Linked DNA regions of Pan troglodytes: region 1 is linked to region 2. Evidence: chromatin contacts called from public capture Hi-C data. All regions are on one chromosome and are shown on one strand. Each heading gives the region's core, a stretch centred on a gene start, on an enhancer-like site or on the middle of the called end of the contact. The rest is flanking DNA. Distances are from core to core; before and after follow the strand shown. Region 1 has its middle 1.2 Mb from the start of ZEB2. Region 2 has its middle 590 kb from the start of ZEB2.

Region 1 (6,660 bases), core at 323-2,822, 640 kb after region 2:
CTCAAAATAGCAAGTACTTGAAAAGATAGTTATCATCCCTCTGAACAGGCAAGAGCAACTGACACATAGAGATATTTCTCTGATTAGAGATTTGTTGTTTTAGAAATAAGTTACATAAAATGTCCTACTGCTTTTAGTTGTATCTGTTGCAACTTTGAGCAACTCAGTTTCTTCATTGGTTAATATGAGGGCAGTGGATGAGGTCCACAGTGTCTCTCAGGGATATCGTTGTACAGTTCTATTTCCTCCAGGGCACATGTGAAATAAGTGAGGGATCTTTACGTAGACACAGCTTATCAGTCCCAAAACAGTGTCCCTCCTGTAGATCACACATTTTCTGATAATAACCTGAGGGGAAGAGGGGCAAGGTTGCCTGTTTCCTGACATCCTGCTTTGCATACTCAAGACACCTACTTTATTAAAAAGTTAACTTTGCTCCAAAAAAATTTTTCCCTAAGTTTTTCAAGATTGATTGTTTCCTGTTATTGTTGGAGGTTTGCTTTCTATGGTCATTTGGTAAATAAATAGCTTTATAGGGGAAAACAAATGGCCTTGTTTTGTTTTTCTACTGCAGGGTTTATGTGTTAAATTTCAGCTACGTCGTGTACTCACAGCTTAGTGCTTCAGATAGTTATGGGGAACTAGGAATTCTTAAAGGGGTAGGACAGGATGTCCTTTTCTATCGCTCAATGAGTCATGGAGGATGAATGCCGTTTCAGGGGTTCTGTAGTTGTGATTTCAGTCAAGTTCCAGTGGCTTTCAACCACTTCTCTAAATCTGAATGAAGAAGCAGCCACAGGGACTGTGTGAATTATGCTAAGATGCATTCCCGTTAAGTGCTGAAGTGGCCTTTGCAGTGAATCCTTAAACTTTACAATGCCAGCAACAGCCTATCCAGAGACAGGGCAGAACCCCCACATATACCCTCTTCCATGCCCACATAAGACATTTGCATTTATCTCCATTCTTATTGCATTGAGCATATCTGTCTCCTGGTCAGCAACCTCTGTGTCTTTGGAAAGTCAGGCCTCACTCAGAGCATGCTCCCTTCTCAGGCATTGTGACAAGATTGTGTTTCGGTTCCAAAGGGTTAATCCCAAAGTGAATTCTTTGCATGTGTAATTCAATACTTCATAACTGCTGAAAATTGGAGTCCACATAATTTATTTTCTTTGGTCGGGCACATTTGCCTCATGCTTGGCCGGGGCTGACTTCAGAGAGACACACCTAAAACTCTCAAGTGTCCCAAGTGGCCCATGTCAGTTGTACAGAGAGATTGTGGTACTTGGACAGAGCCCAAGGATTAGGTGTTCCTGAGAAGGTTTTTTTGGCTCTACAAAGCCTTAGGATGTCATGGGAATAGGCTGCACTCCCTTTTCCCCCTTGAAGGCCACATATCAACGGGGTATCTAACCACTCAGAGACAGGCTCTACACAAAGGTATACATTAAAATAAATAGAACATGCAAGCAGAAAGAACTGAAAGAGAGGGAGGAATTGCTAAGTGGAGACAGGAAACAATTGCTTCATTGTTGAGGCAGTGATCTTAGAATTGCAGAGTACAGCTCCATCTACAGGACAGTTTGTAAAGTTGGTGCTTTTGGCTTAAAACATGAGACAGAACTTTACATGCAGTTTTTAATCCAGCTCACTTTGCATGGGCTTCACCTCACTGACAAAAATCCCACATTTTTACGGAAAAATAATTGTCCCTCTTTGATGAGAGGGATTCAGAGGGTGACAGAGAGATAAGAAGTGAGGGAGAACGCGGCTCAAGGGTGCTTTCATTTAGCTCCTTTTCTTATTTTGGCAGTAAATATTCTTGTCCTCGCAATACTCATTTAATCTCTTTCTTTGCTTTTCAACAACTTCCTCTCATTTGGTTTCCTCTCATTATTCCTTGATTTGGGAGGGGGCATGTGTATTTTCACCATTCAAACAAAATAAAAAGCTGTGCTTGTTTGAACACCATTTTTGTGCTGGCTGGCAAGCATGTGACTTTAAAGAAGGTTCAGGTTTTTAGGTTGAAAGGAGCTAAAAAACTTTAAAGTAATAATTAAAGCCAACTCTACGTGCACATTCCCTCCCCTCCCTTTATTTTAAAAACCTTGCCTGCCAACGCAGTGGCTGCTGTCTTAATGCTATTTCAACAGGAGACCTGGGTTTCAGGACAAGATCCAGGCCATAGGGGAGACTTGATGGCTCGGGGAATTAGTAATGGGATTTGGAGCCCTTCATTTCTAGGTCACTGGTTTGAATAGAGCCCAGGTCAGTAATGACTGAAAGTTGTTACCACCCGATGCCTGCTCTTCCTTAGCTGATCTGAGCTTGCCTGCCACTCCATCCCTGAGTGCCTGTGGCCCGTCTGCACTAATGGCATTCATTGACAAGTTGGCTAACTTAGGCCTTAAATGTGAGGCAGCCCAGTTTCTGCCATGTGCAAACACGGGGTCCACACTCTACTGCAGCTGCTCTTCAGGGAACAATGCAGAGAGAGAGAGAGTTACAAAGCTATTTTGCCTTTCTGATTACTCTGGGACCTAGCAAATCTATCTCCACTCACCTTAAGTCTCTGAGGCATTATATCTTCAGCCATTTAAAGGTAAGATCCAGGGAGAAGAAGTAACAGGCCTCAGAGGACCAAGTTTTCAAATTCTCCAAATGTATGCATTCTGAGAAGACCGATTTAAAAGATCTGAATTAGGAGCTGCTGCTGCTGTTTCTAGTACCAGATAATCATGGCCCTTTTAAAATACCGCTTGCTGGACCCCAAACCTGTGCTTACAAAGTGTAGAAAGAAGGCAGGTGTTTCCAGAACTTATATTAGGAAAGTGTTTGAAAAAATAATTACTGCTTTCTTTTTGTTTGTTTGTTTATTTACAAGAGGAGAAATGCTTGCTGTAAAAGGATGGAGATAGAGAAGGAAGGACTGTGGAAACTCAAGAACAATGCACTACATTGGCAGTTCCTGCATCCTGCTACAGCCGGAGGCCAGTCTCTATGTGCAGAGACAAACTTGCTCTGGAGCTGTGGTTAAAGACGGGGAGGAGCTGGAGTGGGGACTAGGCGCCTCCGGAAAGGATCTGAGGCCTTTCACATAGCTACCTGTCAGTCCCTGGGCCCGGCGCTGCAACCTACACATGCTTCACTCTGTCTCTCCAACCAACACCCCTTCCCTAGAGGCAGGTGAAGCCCGTTCCCAATAAAGAATTACATTATGTATCATCAATTAAGAAATACAATTGTATAAAGACCCATTTGTATCAGTCTTATATTTAGATTTCCTTTTCAGACAAGGGGGTTTTTAACAGCATTGATTTTCAGTAATAAACCAATTACAGGTTCTTACCACATTGCTAAGATACTGGATGAAAAGTTTTAACTATAGAGTTTGGTTAAAGTGGGTAATGGAAAACACAGCACTATGTTTCCATTTGTTTCTGATTTACTACTTCCAGCTCTACATTTATTCCTTTTAGATTTCCTGGATTTTTGTTTACTTGGTTTTTGTTTTCATTTTTGTGTTTTCATTTCATTTCCAAGACTATTTGCCTGCTTTTTACCTTTGCATTCTCTTATTTTGTTTAGGAAGCACAGTCTTCTACATTTTTGCTGGAAATATGGAAAAGCACTATGGCTAATGGAACGACTTGATGCCAATGATCTACCCTTCAGCTAAGCCATCAGGCTCTGCTCCTCACTCTGACGGCAGTGGACTCAGCCCATGGCACCACCCCCACTTTTTCCGAAGGGACCCAGCCTATGGCACCGCCCCCACTTCCAGCATCACCTGCAGGGCCTGGGCCAGTGGTTCTTTGTATGCCATCCATTTTCTGCCTTTTCTTAGATGAATCCAACTAGTAATTGATTTTGTTATTCAGAGAATCCTAGAATCCTAGTGTTGGATGGAGGCTTACAGATCAGCCTCTTCACAAATTTCTCCTAGCATGGAGATCTGAGTATTGCTTGAACATGTTTTGAAGAAGCACTCTCTCCTCTTCTAGGCTTTCTATTCCGTGTTTGTTTATTGTCTCACACCAGTCAGGAAATGGGGCTACAGCGGTAAACAAAATTGCCTCTGCAGAGCTTGGAATTGAGTATAGAAGAAGAATCCCCCCGTAATTGCAAAGATGTTGAAAGTTCATCAGCATTGTTCACTACCGTCTTTCCTAGGTTGAATCTGAATCAAACCCACATGTCATGAACACCCACTCATGTCTTCATCTGCCTGCTGAAATTCCAGGTGGTATTCTTCTTCTATATGATGGCTCTTGGGCACAGTAAATGAGTTCTTGCCCATTTCAGGGGTTGTATTTCTTTAACTCTCACAGCCCTGAGACCTTGACAGGAGTTGACTGCTCCATAAATGCCTGGCTCTATCAGGAATGTCAGCTTTGGTCATTGTAGCTGGACTTTGGACCTAGCTGAAGTTGCAGAGACTACTGGCACCCAAACTAGCCCTTTAATATGTTGAAGAATAGATGAGACACACTTTGCAAGATTTCAAATGAGAAAAAAATAATGTGAAATACCTGCCACTATGACTGATTTCATATGAAAAACTGTAGCGAGGGACATGAGAACTAAAAGTTTTAAACTTTATGATGGAATAGTTTTACATAATACTTTTGTTAACACTACGAAGGTACAAAAAACTACACCAAAACTCATAAACGTGATTACAAATAGGGAAAAGAGGGACCATAGGTAGAAAAAAAATATGTTGTAATGTGCAAATGTTATATTACTTTTATTTTGTACCATTGAATGCATTAACGATTCACAATTCCATGAATTTAAAAAATTGTGTTATCACCATCTAAAATTGGTTTTAAAAAAAAGTAAAAATAGGAAAAATAACAAGAGAAAAAGATGTTTTTTCAGTCTTGAATTTTGAGAGTCATGAAAATATCTGCCAGAGTTTAGCAGAATTTTTAAGCTTTGATTCTTGTATGAAACCCAAATCCCTCCCCTGGGCAAACAAAATTACACAGTTTGTAGCCAAAAAAACCATAAAGAAAATAAAAATAAAAACAAACCAAAATAGAAAAATTTCTGAGTCTGCAAGGAGAGACTTCAGGCTCCAGTGTCTTCAGACCTACTATCTTGAGCTAAAGGCAAAGCTCTTACAGAGGAACAGGCTTATGAGGAAAACATCTTTGTACCGAGATCTTCATGTGTTCACCTTTGACTTGGCATAGAATTGAAGATCTAGAATTACAACTCTGCAAGACTTTTTTTTCAGATGTTTTTTTCATAACATCAGATGTTCAGAGCTGAATGTGTGAGAAATGGAATATTCTGTACATACTGTAGAAGCTAATTAAAAGATGCTGATGTTACACAGTCCTGAGATATATTCCCCCCTTTGTCACAGACAAAGCAGTTTGCTTAACTTCTTTAAGCCTTAGTTTATTTATAAAATGAAGATAATAATATATACATATCATATATATATATATATGATATATATATATATATATATCAGGGTTTTTTTTTTTTTTTTTTTGACAGAGTTTTGCTCTTGTTGCCCAGGCTGGAGTGCAGTAGTGAGGTCTCGGCTTGCTGCAACCTCTGCCTCCCAGGTTCAAGTGATTCTCTTGCCTCAGCCTCCCGAGTAGCTGGCATTACAGGTGCCCACCACCACACCCAGCTAATTTTTTGTATCTTTAGTATAGACAGGGTGCCATGATGTTGGCCAGGCTGGTCTCGAACTCCTGACCTCAGGTGATCCGCATGCATTGGTCTCCCAAAGTGCTGCGATTACAGCTGTGAGCCACCATGCCTGGCCTCAGGGTTCTTACGTTAATAAAATGACATATTTTAGGTTCTTAGCAAAGTGATTTATCACATACTGAGTGCTGAATAAATGTTGGCTATTATTTTCAGGTTACTGCTCAGAATCCGGTAGTAGTCTTGTTCTAATAGTTCTTGCTATCTCAAGTTATAACTCTTTTATGTAGTCAGGCTGTGTTATTTTCCCCTGCTCAGTGTCTATTGTGTGGCTTGAAGTAGCAGCATAACCACTCAACCACTCTCTGTTTGTAGGGTTCTGTGGTGTTGACCCCAACACCCTGTTCCAGATGTGTCCTCCAAACCAGGACTGCCGAATTAGCATAGTCCAATCCTCTGGCAATAATAATTAGGCCAAGGTTGAGCACTGGACCAAAGTCTGGCCAATAGGATATAATTATATGGCTTTGCTTTTAGAACTTTTGTCTGTTAATGTTTTATTGGACTTTCTATTAATTCTTAAAAGTCTGATGGTGCTGGTTACCACCCAGTATTCCTCTTAGATGTGGGTTACTAGGGTCCCCATCCAAGGCATACTCTTGCTCCCCTGCCCTGCCCTTTCCTAAGGAGCAAAGGAGACATGACTACCGGAAACATACCCCTGCCTTGGTACAAAAACACTAGAATTTTCTGCCAAACAGTTGTCAGTTTCCAGGGCCCATAATAGTCCCCTTTTTAGGCTCCATATTCAGGGAGAGGGGAAGGACTTCAAGCCAGGCATCCCTATTTTACACAAGCCTAAAATGTACATTTGCAGGCCCTGAAAGCATTTGGAGCATGCTTAGGGCAAATATTTGTAGTCAGTATGCCTAAAGTGAAACCAAGGATGAGACAAGCAATCAAGGGACTGAGACAGAGTCTTGATGG
Region 2 (5,952 bases), core at 1,111-3,610:
TATTTCTCTGGAGACTGATCTTAGTCCTTAATTTCAAGTCTATGCCAAACTCGGTCTATTTTTACGACACATACAGCATGCCACTTTTATAAGAATGAGGAAACCTCTTGTCCAATAGGTACGTAGGTCTGTACACCCCTCCCAACCTCCCAACATATGACAACTTCTAGGCACTAAGAAAAGGTTGCATATATGCCTATGACATCCTCTGTGTTGGCAAGAGAATGACTAAGAATGACTCAGTAAGATGAAGCTTTTACCTGTGTTTTTGGTTGCATAAACCTCTTAAATTCAAATGGCCAGATGCACCTATTAAGCATTCTGATTCTTGCGCATCTAATCAAGCTTGCTGAGGGGTAGAACTTAAAGTCCATTTTAAATAAGGGCCCCAGAGATTCCTATACATACTAAAGTTTGAAAACCATTGCTAGCCATTCTTCACCTTTTCACAAAACGTCTCCAAAGGAGTGCTAGGGATCTTTTTTATTATTATTTTGTGTCTGGGGACCTGTAGAACGATTAATAAATTCATCATGGCTGTACCAGATTTTTGCTCTATACACTGTAATATTGTGGAGAATTGGATTTTCTTCCTATGATACTAAATACTTGTACTACTAAGTCAGCTTATGATAAAGTCCTGTTGCATTTTCACATGTCCTTATTGTTTCACCCATGGAACGATGCATAATTGACAATGCTTTCTTCGTGTGGGGAGTCTTGGCTCTCTGGTAGCTAGACCAGGACAGGGAAGCTGAGGAATGGAAGAGAGCCCTCTCTTTTGGACACTAGACTAGAGACACTAAATTCTTACCTGGTCCCAGTACATCAATCTGGAAAGGCTGGAAAATATCTGGTGATGGCAAGGGTTAAAATAAGACCCTAGGAATCTGGGAATGTGGATCCAGCAGGTAAGGCTGAAGGGATGGGAGCTGTATGTGAAAGATACAAAGGGTAGTCTGCCTGGAAAAATGACAAGACGCTGCCATCTCATGTATGTCTGAACATGAATTTCTTTACTATCAAGCATTATCCCATTTTATTTGGAATATTTCTGACTTAGGCTTCTTGTCTAATGGAAATCATTAATTTCTCCTCTTTCACTCTCAAAGGTATTCCAGTTTAGATTAAAAATGATATGCACATATACAGGAACATCTAGTCCTCCCATTATCTTTGCTGATCTTAAAAATGTGCCACATATCCACATTCTATTATTAAAAGATTATTAATTCCCTTTAAGCCCCTGTCATTTCTTAGCCTTAGAGTAAGTGTTAATCAGGTGATTTGAGATTGAGAAGACAGTAATATTGAGTGAGATAAATAATACTAATAGGTCCCACCGGTACTAGATGTGCAGTGCAGGAAGGGTGGCATCAAAGAGAATGGTACAGAAAGGGAAGACTGGAAATGAGAAAGGCAAGTCATATCAACTTTACAAGTTTGCTTGAGGTCATCCCTGGTACTACCCAAAATCCTGTTACTTCTAATTGTTATTTTTCTTAAAAATAGTTATGTTTGTAATTTAGAGCACCTAAACTAAAATGTTTAGAAATTATCTTTTTATCCAACCATTGAACGTATTTATTTTTCTAACTTTGCTTAATTATTAATTTGACAAATCTATTTTAAAATTATACTTTTACTCTGATTTACCAACTATCAACATTTCTAGCAACTTTTTTCAGGTTTTCCCCCTATCACCATCTCTGGTAATAGTCTAAATATTATTAATGATATTTTAGGGGAAAAAAACACGATTCCAGATGTTGGTGTTCTAGAATCATAGAAAATTGGACATCTCTATTTAAAGACAGAAATTGCCATAGATTTTATTAGGTTTGAAAGGCAGAGAAAAAAGTCAGGCAAAACCGGGGGCTGATATTTAGAATTTAAACATTTTGAGGAAAAAAATGTCACTTTCATAGAACTAAGTTCTGTTGCCATTGCCAGAGAGTATCCCTGAGAAAATAAACATATGCACCCCCTCCAAAAAGGAAAAAAAAAAGTGAGAACAGGATTTTTTTTTTCACTTAATTTGCTGTTTGTTTCTAAAAAAAAAATCCACCCCCACATAGGTCACTTGGAATTCATTTTGTCTACATCCTGGACTGCACGTAGGGAGGCAAAAAAAAAAAAAGGAAGGGAAAAAATGCCTGGGATCTGAAAAGAGGAATGTGGTAGGGCATGGGAATTGCAATGTCGTGGTGGTCACCAGAGCATATTTTGGCTTGTCTTGAAACAAGCAAGCACCGTTGGACCTCTGGAATACTAACAAATTAGTCCTGCTATCAGGCTACCTATCGGAGACTGGATGCCTGAGAAAAAGTGTGTGGGTTTGTAGCTGCAGCCCCAGGCGTTGGCAGGCCCTTCTGTCAGCCCCTGCCCGCTTTCTCACTTCCAGTCGTGCTCAGTGACCTTTGCCCCTATCCGGTGTACCGTTACAGTTCATTTCAATAATTAAACAGTTCGAAGATGGCAAGACTTTTTGTGTTGTCAAGAGAAAATCAGGGCAGTGGCTTTTTCTTAATACTGAAATCAGGAGTGTTTGGGTTTAATTATATTAGCTAGTGCCTGTTCATTAATTTTCCCAATCATTGGGAGACATGTTTGCTGGAAAGATTGGCAATGGGTTAGAGCGGTTATTAAGGCAGGGCATTTCAAAGGAAAGGTATCCGAACTCTGACAAAATCAGATGTCTGAAATTTCAATCAGGGGCCCCGGGTTTCAGTGGCAGCTTACTCCACGAAATAAGGCAGCTACTCTCCCATCTGGAGTCCCAAGTTGTTCAGGCAACCCAGCTAAGGCATTGGACGTCAGCTCCAAATATGCTGATTTTCCAATGCCAGAAAAATAAACCACTCCTTCTGAACTCCAAGTAATTGGCTGCTGTGCCACTTTTGAAAAGTCTCTTACATCCTCACTCACTACGGCTCAGTGAAGCCTTACCACCTCCCCACTTCAAGAGAAGAAAAAAAAGGCAATATAATGTACTTAGTGAAACCAGCAAATTTGCCATTTTTGCTGCTTTAGCAAAAATGTTAATACTTCAAATTTGTTAGGGATGCCTTGGAAATTCTGCTTATTTTTCCCTCTTTGGAGAGTTTAATGTGTACCTTAATGCCCCCTTTCATTATCGGCCTGGCCTTCTTCCTAGCTCTTCCCTGCTGACTCCAGACCTATCCTGGTTATTTTGTGGTTGTGGCTGGCTCTTGGTCATTCAGACATGTTTGTGGCTTATAATGTATCAAATTAGATGCTACAGTCTCCTAGGTCTCCTCCCTATTCCCTGACAAAATTTGTCTTGCTCACAAATCTCCACTGGCCTCCCTGTACTCCTTAATCGACTATCTGCTTTGTGAACCTGAGAAATACCCAACGCCTGTCTGTACTCACAATGAAAATGGCCAAATCATAATAATTCAAAGGTGTCCTAATAACGTTTTTTAATCCTTAAGGATACAGTTCACCAATGAGTGTCCTTAATGTTTAAACGTTCAACCAGTCATGTTGTTTACAGTGAGGCTCTAGCGAATGAAGTTATGGCTATCATAATCCTGTGATACCAGTCATAGGTAAATCCTATTTACCAAGTGAAGTAATCGGTGGGATAATAGCAAATTAGTCCTGCTGTCAGGCTACCTATCAGAGGTTGGACACCTGAGGTGAACAGCTATATTTCTTTCTTGACTAGCCAAAAATTCAAACATAGATGACTATTAAAATCTGGTGATAGGTTAGCTATGACACCTGTGGGTTCTTGAGTCAGGAAAACGGGTTTGGGAGCTAGTAAATTAGGCTTACATTCTAATCCTGTTTATTTCTATCTGCAGAATTTTGGGAAAGTTACTTATGGTCTATCACCATTTCCTCCTCTGTAAAATGGACCTGATAATAGTACCTACCTCAGAGCATTGCTGGAAGGATTACATAAATAAATATACCTATGGAACAATGTCTTATCTCAAAGTAATGTCAGTCTTGCTATTGTAGCACCACGAGCTGATTTCTATTATAGCATTTAAGACCCAGATTTATAAATTTTATTTACCTGCTTTCATTTCTTTGTAAGCTCTTTGAGAATAAACACTTGAGCACCCTTCATCTCTGTGTCGTTAGTGTATCACTGCAGTGCATTGTACAAAACTACTCAATAAACATTTGTTAAATGAATGAATAAATAGATGATGAATGGATGGGTGGAAGGATAGCTGGATATATGGATGGACATATGCATATATAGCACTGTGTTTGATCATAAGCAATCATTTTAAGATCATGAAGTTATCCCTAGTGACATCTCTCTTTTTATCAGTTCCTTCAGATTGTGTTGCCTTTCCAAGCTTGGACAAGCTCCTTGCCTTGTTTTCCTCCCATTTTCTATCAATCTTTTCTCTCTTTAATCCTTCTAAATGACTGCTTATCTAATTTGATCTATTAGTGAAAGGGGCTTTATGTACTACAACTTTTGGATAGCTTGCATATTTTATCAGATTTTTTTCCCCTCACTACTTCATTCCAAGGAAGTGACTAATGTGGGAATTTCAGTAAGGCTATTAGGAAAAGTATTTTCTGTAAAAGACTGTGGACTTTCTTTAAATCATACCCCATGAACATCTGCCTCCTCTACCTGGGGCTAAATCTGACCCTGAACAGTACTTGTTCCAATACATAAACAGTTAAATAAACTCATTTTGGGTGAAAAGATAGGGAGTAAATATTGCAAGACTAAGATGCCACAGTAAACCCCTTATAGCATATACTGAGTTACAGTTTAGTGATAGGTTGAACACATGCAGTTCAGCCTGCCTCCCCCACCCCTGAGGAAGTGAAGCCAGAGTGTCAACATGAAATATTCACATCTCACATTTTCCAGGTGTACACAAGCCAAATCTCACAATGATGTTGGCGACTTCTCAGAGTTGCAAAATAATGGAGAAATTTTCAAGTGAATGATTCTCTGGCTATCTTAAGAATATCCTTTATTCCTACTTATTCTTTCAAATTTGATATTTCAACAGCAGTGCAGGGTCAAAGTAGAATTCAGATAAGTGTCACGTATCTTGCTGAGGTAACAGGTGTATAATGAAGAATTTCTAAAGCTAGAAAATACAATAGATAAAGAAGAATTCAATAAAAACTCTAAAGTTTAATATTTACACTGAAGGGGCATTTATTAATAAAGTTGGAAATATGTCTTAAGCAGTTTTCCAAATGCCTGGTTAATAGCTGTTAGTTACTGAAAGCATATATGGAGCACAGTTGAAAGAGTCCTTAAACTGCAGAGGAAGAAAATGCAGGAGGAACAAGGATGCCACTGGCATCACCTTTCTTTATAAGCAAACCCTATTCATCGTGGGTGCTCTGAAAAAAGCTTGTAAAAGATGTAAAGGAGAAGACCTCAAGGTTACACGTGATGAAAGAGAAAGGACAATAGTGTAAGGGAAAATTAGCATAGGAGAAAAGAAAAGAACAACCACAGAGGAGAGAGAAAACTCCAATAATTTAATTCTACAGATGCAGGGGACAGAAAGAATGATCAGTGGAGAGTATAACTTGCAGAAAGATGCAACAGTGTGAGAAATAAGGAACGGGGGGAGAATGTGTTTGTTATTCACAACTATATATTCTCAGCAGAGCTAGGCCCTGTTTTATCATACCAAGAATCCTTGAATACAGGTATTTTTGGTCCCTATTTCATAAAAGAAGAATTTGGGGCTCACAGAGGGAAAGCCACATGCCTCAGGTCAATGTTAAGTAAAAACAGGTCCAGGATTCCAATGCCGTTGTCTGTCCCCATCTAAAAAGTGCCTTCGGCACTTTTTTCTCTGCACTGTCTGTCTCTCAGTATGGGCAATTGATTTCATGTTTCTTCATTTCCTAGGAAAGAATGGAGACTCCAGAGAGAGTAGTATGGTCTGGTGAAAAGGAAGCTGTCATAGGAGGGATGGA

What was found. Capture Hi-C pulls out chosen DNA fragments and counts their contacts.
Region 1: a contact with region 2 is called in a capture Hi-C map of stem cell-derived neural stem cells, with 3 times the contacts expected there. The contact joins two enhancer-like sites. A contact is called at or near these places in 1 of 7 Hi-C or Micro-C datasets (stem cell-derived neural progenitor cells) and 1 of 1 other capture datasets (stem cell-derived neural stem cells).

What each region holds. Positions count from the first base shown.
Region 1 is chr13:47,792,564-47,799,223 of NHGRI_mPanTro3-v2.0_pri, forward strand. No RefSeq gene overlaps it. Among named protein-coding and RNA genes, the nearest start is that of ZEB2, 1.2 Mb to the left of the region's middle. Within about 2 kb of position 1,573, at least 16 of the 24 cell types and tissues checked have an H3K27ac peak or open chromatin away from gene starts, as enhancers often do. A contact at or near this core is called in stem cell-derived neural stem cells, where this site is marked.
Region 2 is chr13:47,148,286-47,154,237 of NHGRI_mPanTro3-v2.0_pri, forward strand. No RefSeq gene overlaps it. Among named protein-coding and RNA genes, the nearest start is that of ZEB2, 590 kb to the left of the region's middle. Within about 2 kb of position 2,361, at least 1 of the 24 cell types and tissues checked has an H3K27ac peak or open chromatin away from gene starts, as enhancers often do. A contact at or near this core is called in stem cell-derived neural stem cells, where this site is marked.